3 separate regions of the Anas platyrhynchos genome follow, and all the other regions are linked to region 3. Evidence: chromatin contacts called from public Hi-C data. All regions are on one chromosome and are shown on one strand. Each heading gives the region's core, a stretch centred on a gene start, on an enhancer-like site or on the middle of the called end of the contact. The rest is flanking DNA. Distances are from core to core; before and after follow the strand shown.

The links. A called contact is a pair of places that touch in the nucleus more often than the background predicts.
Region 1: a Hi-C map of skeletal muscle shows a contact between it and region 3, with 2.3 times the contacts expected there. The contact joins the enhancer-like site here to the promoter of ETV6 in region 3. A contact is called at or near these places in 4 of 8 Hi-C or Micro-C datasets (F5 follicle, liver, skeletal muscle and 1 more).
Region 2: a contact with region 3 is called in a Hi-C map of liver, with 4 times the contacts expected there. The contact joins the enhancer-like site here to the promoter of ETV6 in region 3. A contact is called at or near these places in 2 of 8 Hi-C or Micro-C datasets (liver and skeletal muscle).

What each region holds. Positions count from the first base shown.
Region 1 is chr1:70,729,280-70,733,309 of IASCAAS_PekinDuck_T2T, forward strand. ETV6 (ETS variant transcription factor 6) reads right to left here. Exons shown (of 8, transcript XM_038181037.2): 5 at 375-917. Among named protein-coding and RNA genes, the nearest start is that of BCL2L14, 74 kb to the left of the region's middle. Within about 2 kb of position 1,897, at least 2 of the 8 cell types and tissues checked have an H3K27ac peak or open chromatin away from gene starts, as enhancers often do.
Region 2 is chr1:70,776,023-70,779,918 of IASCAAS_PekinDuck_T2T, forward strand. The region is part of intron 2 of ETV6 (ETS variant transcription factor 6); the gene reads right to left. Among named protein-coding and RNA genes, the nearest start is that of ETV6, 68 kb to the right of the region's middle. Within about 2 kb of position 2,254, at least 2 of the 8 cell types and tissues checked have an H3K27ac peak or open chromatin away from gene starts, as enhancers often do.
Region 3 is chr1:70,843,671-70,847,631 of IASCAAS_PekinDuck_T2T, forward strand. ETV6 (ETS variant transcription factor 6) reads right to left here and starts at 2,351. Exons shown (of 8, transcript XM_038181037.2): 1 at 1,997-2,351. The coding sequence starts at 2,029.

The sequences.
Region 1 (4,030 bases), core at 647-3,146, 110 kb before region 3:
GCTCAACACTAGTGTGAATGCAACTCTTGAAAAACTCTTTGTAGGACAAGCCTTTGGAGATAGGTATCTTGGGAAATAAATGGATTGCTAGTGGGTAAAGAAGCATTAAGTGTCAGGACACAAGTGTTTCACTGTTACTAATCATGCATTCCATGGTCACAAGCATGTCACTGCATCTTTGCTTACCTGCCATGAAACTGGTTTAATCATACTTAACTGCCTAAACCACAGATGTGGTGAAACTTGAAGAATGCCAGTAATTTCTGAGGGAGGTCGCAGAGTGGCAAAAGGAAATGAGAAGCTATTAACACACAGTATCTTAAGTTATGAATGAAGAGTGTCAACTTTGGTGTAGCCTAGAAAATGTCACTTACCCGCTATTCTTCCTATTGGCATTGCATGGTCCTCAGGAGGGGATACAGACACCATGATGTGGTTCATGTAAGCTAACTCTTCTCGGTGGGACAAGTTGATTGGCTTTACCTCCCTGTGCAGCCCATCCTCAGACAACCTTGGAGGTTTGAAATCGGAGTGCCTGGGGTTCAGTATCAAAGGATGCATGATAGGGCTGGGCATCAGCTGGATGACCCTGGTGTTCTCCTGGCGAGGGCTGGAAGGCTTCTGGAGCACCTCAGGAGGAGGCGGGCAGTGGTTGTTTTCTACTGGGGACACTGAGAGAGGATAGGACTCCTGGTGGTTGTTCTCTTGCTGATGCCTTGACCCTGGCATTCTGTCAGCTGGGGAGAGGTGACGGATAGTGTTGTCCATAGGGGACTTCAGTGGCCACTGATCGGGGTCTGGTGATGGACGGTGGTTGTTGGTGATGGGTGATCTAGAACGATGCAACAGTTCAATGGTTGGGGTACTGTGGTGGACTGTTTCTGTGGATGGTCTTGAAGGTCTCTGGACAAAGTTATCTGTGGAGACAAACAAAAAAAAAATAGAGTTTATATCATGATCAAGCTATAGGATCTAACTGTTAAACTACTAGCTGGATTTACTGGGTACTGCTATTAGCTGGAAAATGTTTTTGTTTTTTTTTGTGTGTGACTTACAGATCCACTGAAAAATACCATGTAAATGTAGATAGTTGTTACTATACTGAACAAAATCAGTACCACAAAAACAATCTCCATCCACCACCACATATGAGTAGCTCCTGGGGAAATGTGTTAAGAGAAATCCCATTTTGAGTAGCTGACTGGAACACTTGTGAAGAAAGTAAGAGCTGATCTAGCTACACTAACTGTATTTCTGTACAACTGCTTTGGAACTTTCATCCTGTCATTCACATCTCTATGTGTGGTTCCTGTTACTGTACAATGAGCACTGCAAGGTAGAGGACAGAGATAAAAAAAGAAAAATGTCTCCTGAAAAATACTGAGTGATAAGCTTGGGATGCTAGAGATTTGGGTCAGGGCACAGAATCTTAGTGTGAAATATGGACTGGGTTATCCAAGAAAACTCACTGGTAGGCCGCTCTTCATGAAATGCTAGCTAAATTGTATCCCTGCCTTGATTTTAAAAGTGTTAACAACTTCATATGGATATTTTCAACTTGCTGGAGTTAGCTTGTGCTGCCTTGTCCCACATAAGCTCTTATATTTCTTCAGCAGGACGACTTCCAGTGTCACTTTTGCATGGCCATACTTCCTTGGCTGTGATTCCTAACAGTTAGGGGGGGATAAATCATGTATCTGGATCACTGTCTTTAGACACTAATAATCCCCTCACAAAATGAAATGTTTGGCATGAACAGTGCACACTTTCAGCTTAGCTAAGGCCATCAATTTTGACTGGGGAAATTACTGACAGAGAGGAAAATACCACCAGGGAGCACTGACTAACAGGTTTTTATCTGAAAAACAAAGATCAAATTTCAATGCTGTTTGTTGAAAGCCTTGGATGATAACAGAAGGAAACTGCTGGGTACATGTCAACAATTGAAACAAGTAGCTGCATATTTGTGGCTGCCTGTTTGTTCACTACATTTGCTCTGATCCTCTGTAAAAAACGATTCTCTTGCTTTCTTGCCAAGGCAGTGATACCCGTTGAAGACCCTGTAGAGGTGTGCAGGAAATCCAGGGGCTCCTGCCATCCAGGAACCCAGGCAGGCAGCAGGAGCAGGACCAACATGTACCTAGAGAAAGGTATGGACAGGAAAAGCTCTAGTTCTGAGAAAATGCGGTGCCAGGCATTGACACAGTACCAGCTTTCCTATTAACTCTTTTACCCCTACTCAACAGACTGCTCATCTAAACAAGGACACTGAAGGCTCCAGGAAAACCTAAAATTTCATGGCTTCAGAACACTTATTTCATATGCTTGAGGTCCCAGACAAGAAAAATACATCTGTAGAGCTATTTAAGAAACTCACAATGAAATACCTGGAGGAAAAGAAACTCCAGAGACATGTATTGTTCTCGATTAAACACAAACAGCTTTAAATACAAAGTGGCAAGCTAGTATGTTATAACCAAAATGATGTGAAGATCAAAGAAAAGGAATTAATCTACAACTGCACCTACCTCTTTGACAGTCATTTCTTAAAGTCTTTGCCACAACTGAAAGAAAGCAGAAAGTATTCATACCCTTCCCCCCCAAGTTGTGATCAGTGTCCTATCTTCTGCAGACTATCCACTCCTGTCACTGTACTTTTAAATACACGCTGCTCATTCCTGGCCTGTAAGTGTATACCAGAATACTGTACTGTTTGTCCTACTTATTTGAAGTGACGTGTCTGTGGGGAGCAGCTATCTTGAAAACAGAAAGGATTGTCTTGCTGTGCTTTCCACTGAGCTCTTTGCAAACATTAGTTGGCTCTGACAAACTCCAGACAGAAGCAGACCTCTCTCTCCAATTCCAAACCATGGTGATCCTGAGCCAGGATAGGACAAGAGAAAGTGTTTTACCACAAAACAACCCAAACTCAAACTCAGCTCCAAGCAGTTCCATTGCCACAAATGGCCCTGAACAGAATAAAATCCTCATCACATTAATTCCTTCACACATCTGATGACTGTGAGTCGAGCACATATGGTGTATCATTTCCTGCAGGAATAGATTAATTCCTCAGTCTGGCTCTTCATTCTGAGCAACCAACAGTCTTTTCTTGAAGGGAAATCTGTGAAAGGGAAATCGTTGCTCAGGAAAATTGCTGACCTATCCGATCCACACAGGGATGGGTGGGGCTGCACTCACTGTGGATGTGAGCAGTCACTGCAGTGGCAGTCCCAAAGACTGGCACTCTGTGCTTACCCATAAAAGAAGTGCAGGGAATGACAGTGTAAGCTTCCTGTATGGCATCCTATCAAATGACTCAGTGCTGCATCAGAAAGACCACTGGCGATGCAGATAATTCACTCTCCATTGCTCATCCCTCTATAGGGCCAGAAACTGAAGCCTGGAGGGCAGATTCCAAGCCAATGCCAATGCACCTTGGAGATATCCTCAAAGGTCAACTGCTTTCAGTCAAGCTCACTTTGCTTGAGTTAGTAAAAGAACATTAGATGTAAATGTTGATCCAGACTCAGATGATTCTGGATTAACGATGGATTAAATGCTTGAAGCATTTAGAAGCAGAATCATGAATGTATTGTATAATCTATCAAGAAAGCCAGAAGAGGAAAATGAAAAAGGTCACTGCAGTAAGGACAGACTCTAAAAAATCTTCTCTGAAATTTAACCACTCATAATTGTGCCAAACAAACACCTGACCCCTCTGCTCAGTTTGTAAATTAGGCAGGGTTTAGCTCTGCCTCTCACATTTATTTATTTATTTTTTTAAACTAAGTTGCATTCCCTTGAGGGAAAACGGTAAACTTAATTGTGCTAGTTTCTCCCACGTGACTTTGTGGAACAGGAAGAAAGGGAATGTCAAAGTACATAAATAAATTCACCTGCCTATACATTTTTGGCATAAAGATTTTCTGGTTGGTCAGAGGATGTGGCAGGCAAGCTGTGGTCTTTTTTGTTTGTTTTGAAGTTCCTCTTGTACCAAAACAAAAACTATTTTTTGTTATTGTACGGA
Region 2 (3,896 bases), core at 1,004-3,503, 68 kb before region 3:
GCCAAATGTTAACAATTTAGCCTCTAAAACCTTTCAAGCTGAACAGACATTGTATTGTATCTGGCATGGAAGCTGCTTCTGAGAGGCCATCCTCAAATTCCAAACCTGCTTCTGAAAGCAACAGCACTGCAAGTAAAAGTTACCAGGTATTTTACAAAACACATGTGAAAAAAAGGAGGTATGTCTATACTGTTCTTTGCTGGTCTGTATCTCGGCTGCAGAACCTGTCTTTTTAAAACCATTCAGGATTCATTCAGGATTTTCATTGGGTCAGGAAGTAGAGCAACTCAAAATGCAAGTGATGGTAAGGATTTTTCTTCTCTGAACTTAGTTTGCAACCCACTGTGCCTCAATGATACAGCTGAATGAATATGAGAGCCTACTATCACACACCAAAATCCTGCCTCCCCCAGGAACACCTACATGCTGTAGCTCTGTGGCTGCACATCCTTTGTACAGGTTACCGAGAACGGATCTTTCCTTACTTTCATTTAAGAAGCAGTACTGTGTCTTCTAATTGCTGTAAGACAGCCCTGGCCACAGCACAGCACAGTGTTAGATTTGCTTTCACAATGCTGTCATGCATTGTATGCGTGTGGTATATAGTATGCCAATCATGATGAACAAAGTTCTACATTTTGAACTTTACACTTGGCATATCTGTTCAATATGAGGAATGATTACAAGTCGTTATTGATGAGACAATCTCCTAAACTAGTAGCAGAGTTCTGTTTCTTCCATACCTCCAGGACTACCAAACCCAAATATCTGAAAATGAGGCAACCGGACTTCAATGAAAATAAGTTAAAACTGACAAAGATGCAAAAAATAAGTCATACAGATACGGTCTCACACATGCATATTTTTTCTTTGGTGTACTTCGTAGCTGGCTTCTGAGTATTGTGAATCACATTTCCTTGCTTTTCTTTATGCAGTCCAGCAACTTGCTTTAAAAATACAAATAAAATCTCAAATTCTTTCAGTCATGTGACTTCAGCAGCTGTAACTTTAGAGAAAAAAAATCCCAAACTGACACACTCACTATAAAATCATAACAGAAAGCAATGTTCTGCCAATGATTCAAATGTCTCGAAAATCCTAAAATAACTACTGAAAAAAGAAGAGAAGAGAAGAGGAGAAGGCCTCCTTACCAGAAGGCGGCACATAATACACACCAATTCAGGAGACTACTGCAAAGTACTAAAGCAGTTTTAATTACCAGCTGAATAGGAGGCAGGGAATAAAGGCCCACTCTCAAAGGAGGAAAAAGAAAATGCTGATTCTACACTTGTTAGCAGTGCACACCAGATGAATTTGTACAACTAGGTATTATTAGCAGGATGATCAATAAATTTTACAGATGAAGTAGTTGAGACAGAAAAGGGCGAACTGGAACTTTTGTATGTGCGTTCCCCCTATACCTATGCCATCTGAAATCATATCCTCTAACTCCATCCCAAATGTGTTCAGCAACCCAAGCAGTCTCATCTAAGCTCTTTGCCCGGTTCACCTGAACTCCCAGCTCTAGGGAAACCAATAGGGCACAGTAACCCACCAGTGCTTCCCTTCTCACTTTTCAACCCGTTAGGACGGCACAGAGCAGGAAAATAACATGAGCCAATTTGTGCCTATTGAAAACTCCGCTATAACAGCCTGAGCTCTCTGGGGATGCCCTCCCTCCATTGTGTCTTGGCTGGGATGGAGCAAAGGTCCTTTTTTTTCCTCTTATTTAACAGGAAACGCATCTGCAACCCCTCCTCCCAGTCATTTTCATGATCACGCCAAGACATTCCTTTTTATAGGGACTGACTTAAACTCCTTGGTACCCCCAATTTCACTTTACACAATCACATGCACAGCCATGGCACCCAGTGCTCATGGCAGCCACTTGCAGTTTCTTGGTCCTACGTCCGGGGCTCTGGCAGCACCAGCAGGGCTTAAACTGGAGCCATGGGAGGAGGAGCAGAGTGTCTCCTCCATTTAATAAACCATCTCCAACATCACACCCGTCTGCCTCGTTGGTTGGAGGGGGTCGTAAAGGAGACAGCAGCAAATAGCAGGGGAAAGGGAAAGGGGGAGGCAGGAGAGGAAAGTGAGACTTACAGGGAGGAAGGCTGGGGGGAAGGATATGCTGTGCTACAGAGAATCCTGTCAGGATGCAATTTATTTTCATTTTGTGCAGGAGTGTAATGGTGTACTGCCTGAGCTCCCTCAATTGCTGTTTTGAAGTGAACCAGGCTGGTATGTCTTTAATTTATCATTTCATTATGAAACAGTTTCCCTTCCAAGAAGCCTTCAAGTCAGGAAGCTCTGTCTGCCCACACAGGAAATTCCTTTGCAGCAACTTCCCCAAAAAGGAAATTTCCCTCAGAAGCGAGCCCAGCTCATGCCTTTGAGCAGAGCTGTTTGAAGAGGCTCTGGCATGCAAGCCCTGCAAACACCCCTGGCTTCTCCCCGCAGCCGGTGTGGCGGGAGCAGAGGCTCTGCCTCTGCGCTGGTGTGCACAGACCCCCACTGCACTTGACTTTTCTCCTGCTCCCCCCCTGCCAGAGACAGCACTCAGAGGAGACCCATTTCTGAGCTTTTACTAGAGAAAAATCTCTCTGTTCAAGAAAGAGGCACAGGACACATGCACACATAGCTGAGACTGCTGTGAAATCGTGGTGGAAGAGGACAGTATGCTGTAGGAAAACTTCCCAGACTACTCCAACCCCCTAACTTGGAAATCAGGGGGAAAATCTGCAGTGTGTCTTAGAGCTCTTCCAACGGCACCCCAGAGACTGCACTCCAGCCCTTACACGTACTCTGCTTTTAATTCAGTGAACTTTTGAAGTGAAGATTTGCAAGCAAAGGGGAAGGGGTGGGAGAATATATGGATGGAAAGTAGGGGGGGAAAAACCACATTTACAAAAATGAATCTCACAGACATCTTGTGAATCATTAAGTGGGAGAGAGCCAAGAACATCCAAGCCAGAGTGAATAACAACATGCGGCATTTTATGAAGCACCTTAGCAAAGGGGACATAGATCAGAAGCACTGCCAGACTTCCAGTAAGTTTTCAATTTACCATGTCAAATCACAAGTAATACTGAATAACATTTTATTTTTTTTAATGACTATGCCCAGAAACCCAAACTGGGGCAAGAGAGGAAGCAGAACTGAATTTCACATTATGCATTATATGGATGAGACAGGGCCATATAAGGGGCACATGCTGAACTGGATCTTGGACTGGATGACAACAGGAAAGTGAAAGCAACCCTCTGAGAGCATGTGCTAGGGATGACAGAACCACCTAAGGGAGTGATTACAGTCCACTGGAGGCCTATACACTAGGAAGAAATACTCTCAGCCTTTCCCCCTCAGTTTCTACTTTAAAATTTGTTTTTCCAACACTTGATGGGAGATCTGGTCCTTGAAACCAAAGCTCCAGCAGGTGGCTGCCTGTCCTCCTCTCCCATTCCCTCCTTCACCAGATAGCTTTGCCCTGTTCCCTTGCCAGCTAATTTACATGACTTTTTTTTTTTTTTTTCCTATCACTGCCCTTGGCATTACGTTCAGTGATTCAGTCAGCTGTTGTGTAAAGAGACTTTTGTCAGAATTGCTTAAAGGCAAATCCCCTCACTTAACTTTTATCCGCAGCCTCTAGCTGGTGAGTTAGTTATCACCTAAAAGAGCCCTTTGGTATAGCAGATGCATACTGAATACATATCTGCTTGGATAGCAGCCACACTACTGTCAAGCCACTGGAGAAGGTTATGAGATGGGGTAAAATTTAAAAACTGCCACACTAGAAAAGACCGCTGGCCCATCTTGCCAAATGTCTTTGGGAGTGGTTGTATAAGCAGAAAGTACAGGGAGTAAGGAAGCATTAAGTAATCTCTTCTATAACACA
Region 3 (3,961 bases), core at 1,101-3,600:
GGGAAAAAGAAAAGAAAAAAAAAACACAAACAAAACACAAAATACATCCACCAGCACCACCGCTTCCAGTGCCCGGGCTCTTAATGAAGCACTGCAATACTCTCCCAGCACACTTGGCTACTCCTCAGGGCAGCACAGCCACACCACAGCATGGCTCCTGCTCACTCCTCCGCCTCTGCCCCGCGCTGCGCAAGCTGGATTGGCGCGCTGGGAAATAACGCATCCTACTTGTACAGTCACACCATGGCTTCAACAACTCCCCTCCAGTCCAGCTGCTGATCGCAACCAGGTTCCGCACGGGCTGGCTGAAACAAGCACCCCAAAAACCAGGGGTGAGTGAAAAACTGAAGGGAAAGTTATCCAAAACAGCTCGGTAAAGAAATGTTACCATCTGAAATACGCATTTCTGTCCGAAAGCTTATACTTCCCATATTTGAAACTATTAAAATCATCACCAGGAAAGAAGCCAAAGAAAACTTCTCCCCACTTTCTCCTCTGTCCCCCTTTCAACTTTTTCCTCCATTCCAATTACTCTGCTTTTCCCGGCCCTCAGGACACCCTCTGAAGTACTTCACCTGGACGGTAGTTCCTGTCTCTCTACACAAACAGCTGCAAGAGTCGGCACATAAAGAAAACGCACGCTACGAAGTAAGTTCAGACTGCACTAAGTTCAGCACGACACTTGAAATAAGCAGCAGGACATGTAAACATGAAGTCACGGAAGGTTTGAGGTTGGAGGGGACCTCTGGAGATCACCTGGTCCAACCCCTGGCAAGCACGGTCACCTACAGCATATTGCACAGGGTCGCATCCAGGTGGGTTTGGAGAACCTCCAGAGAAAAGCCTACTTAAATGTTAAGAAAAATTGGCATATAAACATTTTGGGGCTCCAAAAGATGTATCTGTCCTGCTAGGTAGCTAATCACCTTTGATAAGACTATTATGTACCTTAGGGTTAGGGAAGGAGCAGCATTACCAGTAAGAGCAGAAGCAAGCCTCCTATTTTCAAAACGCCCCATTTCTAAAATAAGGAAACACAACTCATCCGCCGCTACTTTTTTTGTGTATGACATTCGCCTTCTCGTGCCTACACCCCATGTTCCCACAGGATCCACCAAGGAGAAAGAAAATTAAAAATAAAAAAGCAACCAAGCAGCTACGTTTCACTTTGTATTTACCGGGATTTGCCTAGGCTGTTGGACACAGAGGGTGCTCCACGGCCCCACGCCGCCCCAAACTTGGGTGCCTCTCTAGTGCAAGCTGCCGCCACCCGCCGTGACCCCCAAAATAGAGCCAGGCAGGCAAGCACCGTGCAGCGAAGCCGTCCGGGTGCTCGCGTCCCGCTGGAGGCTCTGGCGGCCACGGGCAGGACGGGGAGCGCCCGGCCGGGGGAAGGAGAGGGGAAAGGGCTGCCACCAGCGGGCTCCTGGGCACACATGGAAAAGAAAAGGGAAAAAAAAAAAAAAAAAAAGGCAGCCGGGTTTTGTTCCCATTGTCTCCGCTCCTGACACCGGGAGCCGCAGCCAGAGCTGGGCACGGCCACCGGCAGGGAATAAAGCGAGGGGAAAGAGTGGGAGGAAGCAGGGGGAAAAGGAAAACATAATTTTAAATGAAATAAAATAGAAGCCCCAGCCCCCCCCCCCCGGCAGCGCCGCCGAGCGCATCCCATCCCCGTCCCCGGGCAGCAAAACTTTGCGCGAAGTTGGCGGCGGGGGGAAAGGAGCACGCAGGGCGCCCGCTGCCGCCTCCCGCCGCCGCGGGGGGAAAAACAGCAGAAAAGGGCAAAATCTTGTTATTATTATTATTAAGAATAATGATAATGAAAGGAACACGCGCGGGGCAGGGCCCTCCGTGCGTAAACACAGCGCGGGAGGGTAGCACGGGGAGAGCCCCCCACTGACCGCAAATAATAAAAATGATTTAAATAAGGAAAAAAAATAAAAATTAAAAAAAAAAAAAAAAAAACAGAAGGTTTGTTTTTTATTATTATTTTTACCTTGATGAAACACTGGGCAGCGGCCTCAGACATCTTTCAGCCGGAGCGCGGCGCAGCGCGGCGTAGGGGGAAGTTCTCTCGGTTCTTTTTTTTTTGTGTGTGTGTGTGTGTGTGTGCGTGTTTTTTTTTTGCCTTCCCCCTTCCTTCCCCCTTCCCTCCCCCCCCCCAAATTTCCGCTCCTCCGCCGGCCCCTCAGCGGGAAGTTGCTGCCGCCGCCGCCACCATCGCCCGGCGGCGGGCGCGGCCCGGGGGTGGCGCCGCCACCGGAGCCCCGTCCCCGGCCCTCGTCGGGGGGCGCCCGATCGCTGCCCGCCCCCTGCCCGCTGCCCCCGGGCTCTGCGTGCGTGTGCGGGCCCGGGCGGGGAGGGCGGGGCCGGGCGTCCCGCCCGGCCCCGCCCCCTCACCGCCCGGCCCCGCCCCCCTCACCGCCCCCTCGCCGCTGCCCTGTTCCGCATCCCCGCAAGCGACGTCGGTTCCCGGCAGCCGGCCCCGCCCCTTAAAGGGGCCCGGAGGCCCGCGGTGCGCGGCAGACAACAACAGCCTTTGTTCTGCCGCCGTCGACAAGGCCCCTTTAAGGGCCCTCACCAGGAAGTGCGGCGGTGGGCACGGGAAGGGCGGGGCGGGGCGCGGCGCAGGCCCGGTTCCCTCCCCCGGTTCCCCCCCCCGCGGTGCCCGCTCCGTGCCGGGCGCGCCGCCCCCTCCTCGCGGGGCTTCCCCTCGGCCGCCTGTTCCTCTGTCGCTGCTTTTTTTTCCCACTTGTTTCCCGGTGTCCCCTTTTCCCCCCGTTTGCCCCCCGCGGGCGCTGAGCCAGCCGTTACCGCCAGCCCGACACCCACTACAATGAGGGGAAAGCTGCTTCAGCTGCCAGCTCCCCTTCAGCTTTGCCCCGTGTGGACATCGCGCAGCACAGAAGGGACGTGCGTTAGCTTGTATTGAACCTCCAGCAGGCTCCCAGCTAGGTTCCTTCCCTCTCACCGAGAGGCTGCTGCTCAGCTTATCTCCAGGGAGGATCCTTTAGCAGGATTTACCATCCCACAGAGACACCTTTAATAAACGCCCTAGCCAGAAATTCCCTAACTTTTTGCTTGCGTTGGTGGCAGCGATACTAATTCAGGCAAAAGGTAACCACGTTTTGGCCTGTAAGATGACACCGAGTTCCTGCCTTTCTCAGAGCTCTCCCAGGAAAGGGAGATGGATGAGGTGTTGGGGGGCAAGAGCAAGAAGAGAAAACCATGAAACAAAGCATGTTCTTCCTCCTCGTAGTGGCCTGGAAATCTGGGTTTGGGAGCTCATACTTTCCGGTCTAGAGTTTGTCCCTGAAAATAGAGCAAGCCCTGCAGAAAAGAAAGCAAAACAAACCTTTCTGTGGGACTTTAATTTTCAGTCCACAGCATTGTATCTGCAGACCAGCTTCCACCGATTCTGTCACCTGGGCCTCTCTTACAGCCCTGAGACTCCACATGTCATCCTACATCCACTTTCTCAACAGCTGGGCTAATTCTCTCAAATGTCTCTAAATGATGTTGGAACCTGTTTCCCAAAGGAGACTAGACACTGGGGAACCTACATCCAGCTGAAAGCCAAGGTTTTCATTTCTCCTTTTGTGTACTGTTTTTTCCAGTTTCAGCAGCATAGAGCAGTACCTCAGACATATGCAACAATCACTGATTTCACCTCATTTCTTAATAAGGGAACATTGTTCACTTTTTTTTTTTTTCCTCCTTATATTTGCAAAGGCACCCATTAGTTGCTGGTGCCAGTAGTTATCATTAACTTATTGTACTGTGTCTCTGCTGTTATCTTTTCCTTGCTTTTATCTTTGCCCAGTGAACCTTAACTGACTCACTTATTTGGTGGTTGCTTCTTTGCTCCTGTTTTATTAGCAGTTTTATTTTCACCTTCCAAAGACTGAGCATACACAAAGAGCCACTTGATGCTTTTTTCTCGTTTAAGTTATCTTGGATG